Regions from separate parts of the Mus musculus genome. Here all the other regions are linked to region 4. The links are chromatin contacts, called in public Hi-C, HiChIP or PLAC-seq, Micro-C and promoter capture Hi-C maps. All regions are on one chromosome and are shown on one strand. Each heading gives the region's core, a stretch centred on a gene start, on an enhancer-like site or on the middle of the called end of the contact. The rest is flanking DNA. Distances are from core to core; before and after follow the strand shown.

What was found. Promoter capture Hi-C pulls out the DNA fragments that hold promoters and counts their contacts. A called contact is a pair of places that touch in the nucleus more often than the background predicts. HiChIP or PLAC-seq counts read pairs in DNA pulled down with a chosen protein or histone mark.
Region 1: a contact with region 4 is called in a promoter capture Hi-C map of the HPC-7 cell line, with 8 times the contacts expected there. The contact joins the enhancer-like site here to the promoter of Cdc20b in region 4. A contact is called at or near these places in 9 of 39 promoter capture datasets (the 3T3-L1 cell line, 3T3-L1-derived adipocytes, the C10 cell line and 6 more), 3 of 484 Hi-C or Micro-C datasets (adipose-derived mesenchymal stem cells, embryonic stem cells and pro-B cells), 2 of 115 datasets of contacts at active chromatin or transcription factors (T-cell acute lymphoblastic leukemia and astrocytes) and 2 of 9 other capture datasets (adipose tissue and embryonic stem cells).
Region 2: a Micro-C map of embryonic stem cells shows a contact between it and region 4, with 5 times the contacts expected there. The contact joins the promoter of Fst here to the promoter of Cdc20b in region 4. A contact is called at or near these places in 2 of 39 promoter capture datasets (cranial neural crest and embryonic stem cells), 2 of 484 Hi-C or Micro-C datasets (both in embryonic stem cells), 2 of 115 datasets of contacts at active chromatin or transcription factors (astrocytes and pancreatic cancer cells) and 2 of 9 other capture datasets (adipose tissue and embryonic stem cells).
Region 3: an HNF4G HiChIP or PLAC-seq map of pancreatic cancer cells shows a contact between it and region 4. The contact joins the promoter of Ndufs4 here to the promoter of Cdc20b in region 4.
Region 5: a Hi-C map of the Ba/F3 cell line shows a contact between it and region 4, with 4 times the contacts expected there. The contact joins the enhancer-like site here to the promoter of Cdc20b in region 4. A contact is called at or near these places in 4 of 39 promoter capture datasets (3T3-L1-derived adipocytes, embryonic stem cells, hippocampal neurons and 1 more), 4 of 484 Hi-C or Micro-C datasets (the Ba/F3 cell line, adipose-derived mesenchymal stem cells, embryonic stem cells and 1 more), 4 of 115 datasets of contacts at active chromatin or transcription factors (T-cell acute lymphoblastic leukemia, astrocytes, regulatory T cell precursor and 1 more) and 3 of 9 other capture datasets (adipose tissue, embryonic stem cells and liver).

Annotation. Positions count from the first base shown.
Region 1 is chr13:111,777,380-111,780,093 of GRCm38.p6, forward strand. The region is part of intron 1 of Map3k1 (mitogen-activated protein kinase kinase kinase 1); the gene reads right to left. Among named protein-coding and RNA genes, the nearest start is that of Map3k1, 30 kb to the right of the region's middle. Within about 2 kb of position 1,457, at least 97 of the 459 cell types and tissues checked have an H3K27ac peak or open chromatin away from gene starts, as enhancers often do. A contact at or near this core is called in the HPC-7 cell line and pro-B cells, where this site is marked.
Region 2 is chr13:114,457,248-114,460,237 of GRCm38.p6, forward strand. It overlaps Fst (follistatin), which reads right to left and starts at 1,704. Exons shown (of 6, transcript NM_001301373.1): 1 at 1,255-1,704. The coding sequence starts at 1,339. The region is part of intron 1 of Gm41074 (a long non-coding RNA gene); the gene reads left to right.
Region 3 is chr13:114,386,820-114,389,686 of GRCm38.p6, forward strand. It overlaps Ndufs4 (NADH:ubiquinone oxidoreductase core subunit S4), which reads right to left and starts at 1,275. Exons shown (of 5, transcript NM_010887.2): 1 at 1,140-1,275. The coding sequence starts at 1,237.
Region 4 is chr13:113,033,884-113,036,809 of GRCm38.p6, forward strand. It overlaps Cdc20b (cell division cycle 20B), which reads left to right and starts at 1,496. Exons shown (of 12, transcript NM_001281487.1): 1 at 1,496-1,558; 2 at 1,831-1,893. The coding sequence starts at 1,496. It overlaps Mir449c (microRNA 449c), which reads left to right and starts at 2,100; the gene lies at 2,100-2,208.
Region 5 is chr13:111,795,854-111,798,619 of GRCm38.p6, forward strand. The region is part of intron 1 of Map3k1 (mitogen-activated protein kinase kinase kinase 1); the gene reads right to left. Among named protein-coding and RNA genes, the nearest start is that of Map3k1, 12 kb to the right of the region's middle. Within about 2 kb of position 1,323, at least 314 of the 459 cell types and tissues checked have an H3K27ac peak or open chromatin away from gene starts, as enhancers often do. A contact at or near this core is called in the Ba/F3 cell line, T-cell acute lymphoblastic leukemia, adipose tissue and 6 more, where this site is marked.

The sequences.
Region 1 (2,714 bases), core at 207-2,706, 1.3 Mb before region 4:
ATGTTGTTACCATGACGATGGTGATGACAGAGTAAAAGAGGATGTAAGAAAGTCAGACAGGAGGTAAAGGGAGAAGACAGGAGAAAGTGGGTACCTATTTCCTCCTGAAGGAAGCTTCCTTAAAACTCTAAGCAAGGCATGCTTATCAAGGCTCTGGAAGGAAACCAACGGAGGACCCTCGGGCAACCCCTCAGCCATGAAGAGTCACAAGGTTCCAGGCTGCAGTAACAACTGCTGGGGAGACGGGGCGCGCAGGTCTGGCAGGGTCTCTGGAGCTGGCTTATTCTCACTGCCACCCCAGTCTCCCAGGCTCACCCTCCTGCCTTTTCTCCAGCCCCAGGACACAAGGCTCTGGGGTGTCCTGGACAGGCTATGTCCCACCTGACTTCTCACTGAATTCACTTCTACACAGCCACTCAGAGACTGCGTCAGTTCACCCTTTCCCAGCTCAGCTCTTTCTCCTTCAAAGTGATCACTGCAACTTACAAACATGTCTCCTCCTCCCTCCAACTGCAAACTCTACTGGAGACAACTGTCTCCTCCTGGAGCCTTGATAAGTGAGGGTCCCTTGCTGGGCGTTTTCAGGGAGCCTCCTTCAGGCTGGGAGCAGCTCAGAGGAGATAGGTGCTCACACTCCTGCTTCTCTCCCGTCTCCTCACGCGGAGGCACACGCTTCATCGATCCACTGTGCATCAGAGCACAGGCAGTACCGAGTGACCGTTGCCTCAGATGAAACGAGTTATCTTTTACTAACAGCTTCAGCAGTCCTAAGGGCTTCCCTACCACTTCTAGCCCTGAATGACTTCCATGTTAGTATTTTTATCACTCTGCACTTGTGATTACGTCTGGAACTCTGATGTTATTTATTGAGAGAATTCATCATTCCTAAATCAATCTATAAACATAAACAAAGAGTTTTAGCCTTCTCATAAGTATTTTGTATAGTTAATTCTAAAATGCACATTTTTTACACTCTGTCATCTGAAATCTGAATGGCTCTGAGCAATGACATGTAAATTTTTAGGTGACCGTTTTTTCCTTCATAGATTGTAAAATGGTATAATTTGCAAACGCTGAGATCTCAGAAAAACAAAACAAAACATGCAGTACATCCCATTTTTCATGCCACAAAAAAACCAAAACAAACACCCCCCCCCCCCCCCCCACACACACACTGCTTCCGTTGTCCTTGAAGTGGAAAGCAGGAACCAAATCTTCCTCCCGTGCTTACACTGTGGTTTATTCATAGCCTCGCCTGTGCTCCATCCACAGACAGCAGGCTCCTAGCTTGTCGTCCATCCACGGACAGACAGACAGCAGGGTCTCCAGTGGTCAGGCATTTGTGTGTGCACATGTACACAGCAACGACTTGCCAGCCAAGGAACACTACAGCTACAGTAGAATGCGAGCTTCCTTTTTTAACCAAAGCTACTATAGTCAGGAAGCCTTGAAGCTACTAGGAACTTCTGATGGCTGGTTAACCACACTGTGTGGGGTGGGGGGTAGTGTACCATGGCTGTTATTACCTAGAAACATACGGGCTTTTAGCTAAAATAGTTTATACATGTCTGACCTTTTAAGTTAGCTGATTCTAGTAAAGCCAAAATACTTCTGGGGAGAACTACTGGAAGACTTAGAGCAAGAACAAGGCTGCAGTGACATGAGTTTGAAAGGCAAACACTAGCCGACAGGACTGTTCCTGTTGATCCGGGTGCATGGAGCCCAGGCCATTTTATGCTGGATCTAGAACTTTAAAACCCCTCAGCCTGATGTTAGGTTTCCCTAGCTTTTTCTACACGTATGGAGTACGGCTGTGAAACTCTAGGTGCTTCAAGAGTCCCCTTCTGTCTTGGAAGAGGTCGTTTTTATATTATTTATTATGATTATATTAATGTCTGGGTCTAAGCAGCTTACTATGGGTTCATCAGTTCCATAAGCCAGGCCCCTTTCCTGGAGTGCCTTACACGCCAGGCACGCCCCGTTCTTACAGCACTAAGAACACTGACAATTTATACATGTCTTTGCAGATAGTCTGCACACACACACACACACACACACACACACACACGCAATCTGCAAAGTTTCCTATCCTCACGTCTTTAATACAAAATTCCCTACAGTATTCTGTAGTCACTAGCTATTCTATCCTAGCAGGCTACATATCCATTGCAACGCGATCTAAATTCCTGGTTTCCTCACAGCACTGGGAGATCTTACAGGACGGACTGCATTTTCAGCACTTTCCTATGGGAGGAGCCAAGTGTGCTGGGACTGATATACTGTATCAGAGGTGTGTATGTGTGTAGGGGTGGGGGGCAGTCCCCAGGGGCTTTCTCCCTGTTGAGTTCATAGTTGGCTGGTCCAAGAGTGTGCCTTGGTTCAAAGACACTCTATACCGAGATGGTATTGGACATCTTGCAGTTTGAAAGTAGGATGCTTGAAAAGTGTCACTGCATAAAGAGTGGGATCAGAGTAACAAAGAAAAAACTAAGTAAAACAAAACTGTAGGCGCAGATAGAATAAAGAAGTCAGGACTCCGGGAGGACTTAGCTACCGAGGGAGGAACAATAAAAGTAGGCAGGAGGGTTGCACTGGGTCCCTCTGCAGCTACTAGACAATTAGTGCTAGCCTAATACTGCCCCAAGTGACAGGCTGTAACTCCCAAGGGCCACAGGCATGTCTCAGTGAGGGAAGCATTTTCACGATTCTTTAAC
Region 2 (2,990 bases), core at 454-2,953, 1.4 Mb after region 4:
CCCAGCCTGGATCTGCCCTGAGCGGCCTCGAGGCGCAGCCCGCCCGACGGGCCCGTTTTGCAATCCGCCAGCCCGGAGCACGCCCGCAGCCACCGCGGTCTTTCGAAATTTCCGAGGGCTGCTTTCTCTGGCGCCCACGTCCCGGCACCCAGGCAGCGCCCCTATCAGCAAGGCTGGTAGCCCAGCCTAGTGTCGGGCAGACGGCTAGGACCGGTGCCGGGGAGGGCAGCTTACGACACACAAAACCTTACCGCTCCAACAGGCAACGCAGCAGGGTTAGAACCCGGAGGCGTCTACCGGGTCACACATACCTACCTTATGTCTCCCAAGAACCTCTTTACAAATAGTTTCTTTCTCTGTCCCTATTTAATGTGTTCGGACTTTGGGCAAGCAGACGTCTCATGAATCACCAAAGTGACTCGAGAGTAATTGTCGTGAAGCTGCGGGGTTACCACTATTTTTAAAAAAGAAATCCAGCCTGGAGACTAATTGTAATAAAATCAATTCATTTTTAATTTTAGAAGATAAACTTCAGAAATTTGCTCTTTAATCCAGGTCGGAGTCTAAATAGCTTGTGGGCTGCTTGGTTCACAGAAGTTAACAGGAATGAGGCAAAGTGGAGAAAACTGTAAAGTACTTAAAACACTTCGGGCTAATAATTTGGTTTGTCTTTCTTCTTTTTCGCGGGGCTTGGGGGAAAGAGGCAGAAGGAGCATCCGCTAAGCGTAAAACTACCTCCCTCTAAAAATTTCAGTACCCACATTTCCAAGTTTGGGCAAAGTTTCTGAAACCACGTCCCCCGGCCACCCAAGAAAATTCGGTATCTCCCATCCCCCACCCCGTCATTTTTTTTTTAAAGAGTCTCCAAAAGATATGGAAGGAAGATGGATAGATTGCTAGTAGGTCGACTGTAATCTCCAGGCTACGGATGCTCGCCCTTCTCCCGAGCCAGCCAGGGGAGATAACATCTAAAGTCATTAGGACCAGAACTTGGAGCATCTACCCCTAACTACTGAGGCTCCAGCTCCTCCACTCAAGCCCTTTCCTTTTTGAGGGTAACCTGGCTCTAAACTCCGCTCTCTATCCTAAAGTGTCACTGCCTTCAGTCTTTCCCTCCCGTTCCGTTCTACAGGAGTAGCCGGGTGGTTCCAACATCTTCCGAGAGCAGCGTAGGTCAGAACAGACCAAGTGGAGACAGCAGAAAAGTAGAACCCCTGCCCCAGCCGAGCCTCTGGGCGCATCCCTTCCACTCACCCTGGGCGCTGCGGTCCTCCATGAACTGGCAGAGTAGCAGCAGCAGGAGGCAGAGCCCGCCGGGCTGGTGCCTGGCGCAGACCATCCTGGGGCAGGCGCGGGGCGAGGAGCGCGGCGGCGGGTGGCTCGGGCGAGCGGCGCGCGTCGCAGAGGCGAGCGGCGGAGGGCGCAGCGATCCCGGCGCAGCCCCGCGCTCGCCACCGGCCGCCCGCGCGATTCAATGGACGTCAGAAGCCGGGCGCAGCCGCGCTTTAAATCTAGACGGGGGTCTCCGAGGTTTGCGGTGGGCGGTCTCCCAGTGTGTGGGGCTGTGGGAGGGCGGCCGCGACCGAGGGTGTGCCGGCTCTTTGGGGGTGGGGAGCTTTTAAAAGTTCAGTGTGAATCAGGTGACATTTCCCACCTTCTGGAAACCCTTCCCAATTATCTGTCGGAGGTGCCCGAAATCAAAGCGGCAGGAGGGGAATCGCCGAGTTCTTATTTGCGTAGGAGCGGGAGGGGAGGGGGGAAGGAGGCAGGGGCGGGGGCTGGGGGCGACGCGTCGGGGGTGGGGAGGAACATCCACTTCAGTCCTGCACGCCGCCGCTCGGAGCCGGCGCGCCCGGGGTGGCGTGCGAGTGTGTGTGTGCGCGCGTGTGTGCGTGTGCGCGTGTGAGTGAGGGCGCTGGAGGAGGCGGCCGGCGGAGCGCGGGGACCCCGGAGGACCCCGGGAATGGGTCCCCAGCACCTCTGCTCCAGGGCTCCGGGATGAGACTTCTGCAACCCGCCGCAGGATCCCTGAGCTGCTTCAATGCCCGGGGGAGCAGTTTCAGGAGCCTCCCTGCAGAGCCTTGGCGCGGGGTCCCGGAGACGTTTTGTGTCCCGAGGTCTCTTACGTGTCTTACTTTGCGGCCACCCTGCCAGCTCCCCCGCCTCCCACTCCCTCCCGCGCCCCCTCCCCCCCCAGCCTGGAGTAGGTTGCTAAGAACCCCGACCCCCGGGCACCTTCCACCCGGGCCGAGCGCTGCGGAGACGCGGCCCTCGGGCTCCACAAGTCAGAAGCAAACAAAAATGTTTAACACCTCGGAGCCGGCCGCCCCCGGCAGTCTCGCCCTCTCCCTTTCTTTTCTCCCCTTTCACTTCGTCGCGTCTGGAGTCGCAGCCCCGAGCGGGGGCGCCGACGTAGGCGGTCTGCCCCCCTCCTCCCCCGCTCCGAGACGCCCCAGTTTCTGTCCCGACTCCTCTCTCTCTCTCTCTCTCTCTCTCTTATTTAAAAAAAAGATTGCACCATGATAATGAACTTCTGCAGCCTCAGTTTATTGAGTGCAATGCCTGGCATTCTTCGCCGAAAGTTGGCGGGTCTTCTCATTTATAACATTTTCTGGCACGGCTGAATGAAACTGAGGAGGCGATATTTCCTTTTATATAAAACGATTACTTCACGGAAAAGGCTATATTGTTTATTTCAAAGCTGCCTTTTAAATTTCTATTCTTTTCGCTTCTGAAGCCCGAACGACAACAAACAGCGAACAAAACAGACAAAATTCTTGGACATTCCCAGGTCATTGGGATTTGCTCTTACGGATTTCAAATTCGCCCTTCTTCTCTAGCCCCAGCCCTAGCGCCCCCCCCCCCCGGTCCTCCTCTCATCCTCCCACCCCCATCTTCCATCACCCTCCTCCTACCCCCTCCACAACTGCAAATAACTCAGTGATAACAGATTTTTTTCCACCAACTGCAGGAGATAGTGCTAATCTTTT
Region 3 (2,867 bases), core at 25-2,524, 1.4 Mb after region 4:
CCAAAAGTTCCAACCAGCTCACTTTAACTCTGTATTCCCTCTGTATTGAGCTTAACACTAATTTAACAAGCATTTTGATAGATACTAGTTCCCTTTTTCTTTCTTAAAGGTATTTAATGGTTTGGTCTTGTTTGAGACAGGGTCTCTCTAAGTAGCTCTGGCTGTCCTGGAACTCACAGAGATCCAGCCGCCTCTGGTTCTGCCTCCCCAGAGCTGGCTGGCATTAAAGGCTTGTACCAGTGTGCCAGACTTTTCCTTTTTTTTTTTTTTTTTTTTTTTTTTTGTACCACATTCTTCCCACCCCTTACAGACCCATCCTCACTGTGAACATTGAATGTAGTCTCCACAGCATGCAGCTGTCAATACAAGGCCACTCTTCACAGGAGCAAACTTCGAAACAAGTGATAAAACCCAGTATCTTATACACCCAGGAAAACAGAGACTACGTAAAATAGAGCAATGCTGCGGAGGGGGGCGGGGGGGAAGGGAGGGGGCAGTCACCACAAGAAACCTTCCGGCATCTAGGGCTACATAGTGTGATCTGTCTCAAACAAACAAACGAAGTAAACAAATCAAAATAAAAGCCACCTTGCTGCCTGAGAGCGTAGCTCCGTGGTGGAACTTAAGACTGGAACGCACTGGTTAGAAAGACAAAAAACAGGTACGCTGTAACCTTCCGATGGATATTGCTATAAACTCTGAAGTCCTGAGAAGTTTTCCTCTTATGCACAATGATGAATACAACAACCTTTCTGTTTGGAAGCCCAGCCGATATTAACTAAAGCCAGGGAAAGGATAGCAGGGATTTACCCTTTCAGGCTGGAATGGGGCAAGCAGGTGACAAGCGGAAGGGATGTAGGACATTGGGAGAGAGGTCGCCCAGACTCCTCCCCTTCTCAGGAGCCACGATCCAGTTCACAGCTCCTCCGCACAGACCCTCGCCCGTCCGCAGCTGCAGAACCCCAGGCCCCGCAGGCGCCTCGCCGGAAACCAGCGTCGGTCCCCGCATCCCGAGGAAGGGTCAAGGGAGGACGCGTTCCCAAGGCCGCCTCCGGGGCCCAGCCGGCCCAGCCTCCCCCAAAGTGGAGCGACCTGGGAACCCTGAATGAATAGCTCGACAAGGCTGACAGTTATGTTACCTGGATGGAACTCTACAGACGGAAACGGCAGCTGTAGCCATTGCCCTTCGCCCCAACATCGCCTGTCTCAGCGACACTGACATTGAGACCGCCGCCATCTTCCTGTAGGCAAACGCCAGGATGCGAGTACGGATCCCCGCTAGGGACTCACTTCCTCCGTTCTCAAAGCAATGCGGCCGCAGTGAAACAGAGGCATGTTCTGTTTGTTTTCCTTTTGCGATTGAGGACCTAGAAAAGAAATTAAAGTTCTAGCTGAAAGAACTAAAGAGGGAAATGGATGAAAGGACTCAGTGAATGCAAATGATGCCTCTATAGAAAGTAATCCTTGTTAGTAAGGTTGGTCATTTACATTGAGGCTGAGAAGCCCAAAAGAAAACGCTTCGAAAAATGTAAACACCTGTAACTCATAATTTTTCAAAGAACTCGGAATATCTGAGGCTGGGCCCACTGGAAGAGCCGGAGGGCTTCTTGAGTCTTTGAGAAACTAAAGTAGTACTTTCCCAAAGTGTTGCCAGATTCCGTTTGCAAGCCTTCAGAACAGGCTGCACTCAGTTTGATGGTCTGTAGTTATAATAATCATATTTTCCACACTAAAAAGCTAGCCTCGCAAAAAAAAAAAAAGGAAGAAAGAAAGAAAGACCATATGGATTTACATGAAATCTAGTGGGGGCTGGGGATGTAGCTCAGTTGGTAGAGTGCTTGCCTACCTAGCATACAGGTACCAAAGGCTTGGTGATCTGCTCTTATAAGCCTTTGATTTGAGGTTGAGGGTAGAGTATGGAAGGTTGTCACTGGAACTACCAAGCAAACACCTCGCCCCCCCCCCCGCGCCCCACCCGGAAAAGGGGCGGAGCCATCTTGATTATTCTTCCTATCTCCATCATCCCTTCCATTTGTCACCCATTCCATTCCAATGGCCATTAAAAGTAACAAAAAGCAAAGATTATAAACGATAACCAGGTTTAAGTGTCCTATCTAATCGCACCTGGCTCCTCAGTGCTTCAACAAACCTTTTCTTTTCTTTTCTTTTTGTTTCCAAGTCTGCGATGTCAAATCCAGGGACAGGTGTGCAGTTCATCACTGATCTACATTCCTAGCTTCTTTGTTTCTTGTAAGAGACAGTATCTCTCGATGTTATCCAGGCTAGACTTCAACTTACCACCCTCCTTCTTCAGCCTCCAGAGTATTCACAGACCTTTTCATCCACTAATGTCTTCAACGTTGTTTCTCAAACGATACCCCAACACTGATGGGAGAACATTAGTTTTCATATTGATATAGCGTTGGCCTGGGTATTCACAATACCTGTCATGATTCTTTCTTAATGTACTTATTTATGTATGTATGCATACAAATGGGTGCCACGGCACATGTGGAGGTCAGAGAACAGCTTTCAACAGTCAGTTTTCTCATTCTAACTAATGTCATAGGTTTGGTGGCAAGTACTTTACCACTGAGCTGTCTAGCGGAGCCTCTTAGGGTGGTCCTTGGTTGCTCTTTTTGCCTCCATCTTTGAAATGTATTTAGAATTTGATTATGTTCCCTGCCTCTCCTAGTAGGACTCTGATCCAAACCACAGTCCCCCTCTGCAGGGATGTTTGCATTTGCCCAATCTGCTTCAGCTCAGCAATCAAAACTATGGGGTCAGAAGTCACACATTCCCCTCTTTTCTACTAAACACCTTTTCTAGCTCAGCTCATCCTCGGAAAAGCCAGACACCTTATTATA
Region 4 (2,926 bases), core at 246-2,745:
CACACAAACAGATAAAAATAATCTCATGTTTTTAATACATTGCTTGTTTTGGTTGACATTCTCCAACTGGCCATTAAACAATATACCTGACTCATGCAAAGATGGTTCACTTTGAGTCTTAATGCTTGCAGAAGGGATTTCCTGGGGCTTGGAATGAGTAAGCATTTGATCACACTGCAAGAAAAGTAGCATTCTTGTGGGGTAAGAAAGATATTCTAATACAAGCATTCTGACAAATCTCATGTGGGGTTACCAGCACACATTTTCAACCGTTGTCATTGGAACACTGGGAGCTGGGTTGCTACGAAGCCGGTATTTCTTGAATTTTCAGACGTACTAGAGTGGGCTTAAGTTATTGAGCAGTTTGAATCTCCTAGCCCCAGCATGCACAAAACAACTTATTAGAGTTAAAATGCAATCTGCTGTCACTTTGGGATGGGGACCTGGGAGCAGAGAACCTGGCTGCTGGACCTCCTAGGTTGCTCAGACAGTTTAGTCTCCTGCCATATGGCCCAGCTTGCCTTGGCAGCTCAGATGGGCAGGCAAGGCTGAGCAGCCCATCTGGCTCCCTGTCTGTCAGTCGTCTCCAGGTCCCTCCAGACCCTCGAGCAATTTCATGATCGATCCAGTCCTAGGCCTGGTCAGCTGTCTCACTGGCTTTCCTTGGCTCTTTCCCTCTCTCACAAACTTCCTGCTTATGAAGTAGCTCCCAAGATCCAGCAAGAGAACTTGGCCAGTTCCCCAATTCCCCAAGTGGACAGTGCGGATAATTTATTAATTGGAAATGTCAACGCATTTCTCGGCAGCCTAGACACCCCCCCCCCCTTTTTTGAGTTTGAGTTTGAAGACAGAGGAGTTAACATGCTCATTGAGAGACATGTTTACGTTCAGGAATTTTCACAAGCGATTATCACTAAGCAGTAAACAGAAGGGTGAGAATTACTGCACGCGTCCAAATTTGATAATCAGGGTGGGGTTGAAGAAAAGGAGAGGGGAACGGAAAAAAAGGATTAGAGTCAGTTAGGACGAAACGTTTTTGCTTTTGAAAACAACAGTGAACTCCAAAAACCCCGCTTCTCTACCCGCCGACTCCGCACCTCCTGCGGGCTCGGGCAGGAGGCTCAGGCCCGCCACTGCTCGCGGCAAAGCTTGGCGCTGCGGCGCGCGCCGCTCGGGAGGCCCAGTGCGGGGGCGCGGGTAGGAGGGCGGGACCCGAGCGAGCACCCCGACACCCCAGACTTGACGTCATCGAGGCGCTGGCCTGTGGCGGGACCGACGGAAGGAGGTTCCCGCTTTGATTGCCGCCCCGCGGGCTTTTTAAAGGTTACCCTGGGGAATACGCTCCAGGAGCTGTGGGAGGAGCGAGGGTCTCGGGGGTAGGAGGGCAGGTTTGATGGGTTTAGGGGGACGAGGCTAGCGGTTTGGGAAGTCGTGGTCCTGCTTAGCCCCTGAGGGGGAGAGGCAAGGCGTCCAGGAACAGCGCACTCACTCGGAGATGGAGTGGAAACTGCAACGCACCGCCCGGAGGAAGATCCGGACGGAAGAAGAGATGTTGTGGGTGCGTACCATCCTTTTCTTTCTTGACCCAACCCTCCCATGGGGCTTCTTGCAGAAGGTACGGTTTGTAATACCCAGTAAGGACCAAAAGATGCCATGAAATTCTACAGCCTAGTTTAAATTTTGAACGGTGTGAAATTTAAGTTCTGGAGATACCTGGTTGCTTTAGAAAGAATGAGTGAATCAGCAAACCCAGGATTCAAAACAATTCCCCACTCTCCGTGACGATTTTCCTAGAGTTTTCTCCCTTCTTATGTTAATCTATTTCCAAAGGAGAACATCATGCGGGTGCTCGCCAACGGCATGAAGCAGCAGCGAAATCAAGGTTCCCCCAAGGTGAGTTTTCTGGGCTTGCCCTTCTGTCTTCATTCTGATCTCGAGCAAATTAATTCTTGCTATAGAAGGCATTTGCAGGAATTATGGGAGAATTAATACAAATTAAAAACCTTTACAGAATCTGAAGACTTAAGAAATGGATTCTCACAACTGATGTAGCTACTTATACCTGCTTAGCGGGCGCTTCCCAGTGTCCGGCTCCACAGAGGATGAAGTGTGGGTGTGTCAGGCAGGCAGTGCATTGCTAGCTGGCTGTTAGAACTTTATCCCAACAGTTGCTAGCTGCACTACCCTCTGCTGCACTCAGAAGCATGCAAAGACGTGGAAATAGTGCCATCTGGTGGATAAGGAGGTGTCTTCAAGACAGCTACTAAAAGCTGGATCCAATATAGTATTTCTGCCCCTTAAAGCTCTAACCCAAAGCTTGCAGTTCTTTTTAAAAGAGTGTTCTTTTGAAACTCATTTTTATTACCTTGTGTTTATTTACCTGCACTTATATCTGTGCATCACGTGTGTGCGTGGTGTCCGCGGAGCTCAGAAGAGGGCTTCTGATCGCCTGGAACTGGAGTTTCAGGCTTTTGGGGGCCGCCCTGTTGGTGTTGAGAATCTAATCTGTGTTCTCTGGAGGAGCAGCCAGTGCTCTTTTCAGCCGCTGAGCCATCTCTCCAGCTCCTGTACTTTCTTTAATGGATGAAAAAGTTAAATCCTCATCTGACTCACATCTCTAGCACCACTTACTTCTCTTTACACCAAATAGCCCACATGCTTTTAAATTTAGATTATTAGCTAAAATCTCACCATTTGAATATTTTTCTAGATAACATACATTTTTCTATATTCAATCAGTGACGCTTGAAATCAAATATATAGCTGGCCTTTTAAAATGCAGTGACTAATGTCACCTATAGAGAAATAACATTTAAAAGCCTTTACATTGTGTCTTTAGTTATGTTTCCTGCCCAAATTATTTTATCTTCTAGATACTTTACTGCCTAATTCAATTGAACTTTTGTTAATTCATTTTTACTTTGCT
Region 5 (2,766 bases), core at 73-2,572, 1.2 Mb before region 4:
GAGGGTTTCAGGCACCTCAGGGTGGCCTTGAACTTCTGGTCCTTAGGCCTCCACCTCCTGAACAGCCAGGGTGCAGGCTAGGCCCCTAGGTGTCCAGGTGTGGTGCTAGGGATGGAACCAGAGCTTCAGGAAGACTAGAACAGTACCAACTGAACTACATCCCCAGCCCTGGATACGAGGTTTCTGCTAACTCACTTGCATGGATTAAGATCTGGGACATCTAGCATTTTTGGGGGGACAGGGGGACCCATCAACATGTATACAGTATTATACTGTACAATAAAATGCCAGATGCATTTCTTACCAAGTTGCTGGATTCAGAGAGAAGCTGACTTCAGATGCTAATGACTTTGTATCAACAAAACTTGGCCCAGGAAGGAGGTAGAATAGAAAGTAACAAGTTCTTCAGCTTAGCCTTTTCTCTCCGACGCCAAATCTTTTGGGCCTATGCCCACGAGGGGAGGTTCTCTTCCCAGGTCTTTGGCGCTGTTGTCAGAGGTCTCCTAGCAAACCCTCTCGGGATGGAGGAGGAGTGGCTCACTCTCCACTTTGGAGACTGCAGGAGAGGCCCAAGTGTGCGCTGTGCAGATTGACAGTCCAGCTGCCTCATCCCCTAGCGACAGAACCTACAGCCAGTCATCACAGTCTGACACAAAGGTTCAGAATGGTGCCTCGGGAATCAATCTGTAACAAATGTTCTGCCCTTCACCCAGCCTGGTCTGGAAATCACGTGCTGGGAACGTACAGTGAGGCCCCAGCCACCTATCTCTATATCTGATGGCAACATTGCAACACTGAGGGGCGGGCTTGCAGAAGCAGGAAGTCTCAAGTGTTCTTCACCACCAATCTGAGACAAACAGCAATTCCTGCTAAGGTCCCACTGCTCAGCAGTGGGTTATGAGCAGCCTCAATGTCTCTGTGTGTGTGTGTGTGTGTGTGTGTGTGTGTACACAGGATCTCTCACTATGTCCCTCAGGCTAGCCTGGAACACTCTCTCCCCTTCAGCCTCCTGAGCACTGAGATTACAGGTGTATGTGGCCATGTGTTACCTTCCACTGCTTCTCTTTATAGTACTTTAAGCTTCTCTTCACGGGTGATAAACAGTTTGAAACCGCAAGAGTTTATTAAAAAACAAACAAACAAACAAACTTTCAATAAATTTAGCCACAAAAAATAACTTTCAAAATTAAATTTCAGAAAGGAACAAGAATTTGAAGGACGACCTGGGGTCAGGAAAACAAACACTAAACTTCACAGAGCTGAGAGCGCTGGTCAGCTACAGTGCCTGCAGCGCACCAGGAAGTGGGTCAGGACTCTCAGAGGAGGAGGAGTCTTGCCTGAGCTGGGCGGGGACAGTCTGAGTCTGAAAGCTGTGGCTCAGAGTGGCCTCAGGGGCTCCCTGCCACTCCTTCCTGGGTCTGTTGCACGTGAGCAGCACAGAGCAGGGGTTTCCAGGACCTCAGCCTGCCACCAGACTAACAGCTATTTCACCCCACATTGCAGAATCGAAAAGCTACACTTTTCCATTCCCCCCCCCCGCCCCGTGGAAAAAAAACTTACAAAATAGTAAGGAGAAATGAATTTCTAACAAGATGATCACTATGTGCACAGATGGCCTTTGCTAAAAACAAGAGCGGCTAAGTACAAGCCTTTGCAGTTATGGGCAGTGGCTGGCATCAAAGTTAATGAGAGACGTTTAAAAGGGATCTTGTCTCACGATCACCCACTCCATTTTGGAGCTCAGAGATATGAAGCGGAGACTCCAGAGTGGTATTCATTCCCAGGGGCCTGATGGCAATAGGTGGCTGGCAGGTCTGGCTCCCAGCTCAGAAACTCCTCCTTTGAGCCTGCTGACCCACTTCCTGGTGCAGCGTGGTTACCCGTCCAGCTACAAAGGCTTTTTATTTAGTTCTAAGCACTGAGACCTAAGGATCGGTCCGTGGAACAAAACCCAGGTGGAGATCTCTGTCTAGCTCTCCAGCTGGCCAGAGCCAGGGACCTTATCCTAGGTGTCTGAGCCTCATCTGCACCCTCTCTCCATTCAGGTGGGGCTGCCTGAGCTACCCAGGACAGATTTCTAATCACGCTGACATTGACTTCTGGGCCTCTGTACTTTCCACCCTCTTAGCCAATGGATTCTCTTGAGAGCCTCTTGTGAGTGTCCCACTCTTAAGAATGCTTCAGGGCTTAGTGGCATGTCCCCGAGCCAGGCAGATATTCGCAGCACACTCTCAGGGACACACTATAGGACAGCTGACACTCAAGGTTACTGAAGGGATGGTGTCCCGTACTCAAGAGTGGTGACTCACACGGGTCACTCATGCTATCACACTCACTACACTGCCCTTCCTTCTGTTCCTCTAAGACCGCTGCCCCAGGCTCATGGAGAGGGGCTGTGGGGGCCTGGCAGCTGACACAAGCCTGCCACAGACGTGCTCATGCCCAGCCAGGCTCTCTGCTTGAAGCATTTGAACCTCTTGGTCTGACCCGTGATGGCCTTGGATTAGTCTCAAGGGCAGTCTCGGCTTGGTACCAACATTTTCCCCTGCCAGCGCACGTCTGAAACGTTAACACCGGTGAGTTAGAACACTTGATTCATTTTACAGCGTGTGCTTCAGACACCGCTCTGTCTGTTGGTGCTGCTGCGCTGAAAGGCATGAGCACACACTCAGCGAGCACACACTCAGCGAGCACACACTCAGCGAGCGACAAAGAGAAGACGAAGACGCTTTAAGAGCAGTGACTATAGAGAACTTCTAAACCAAG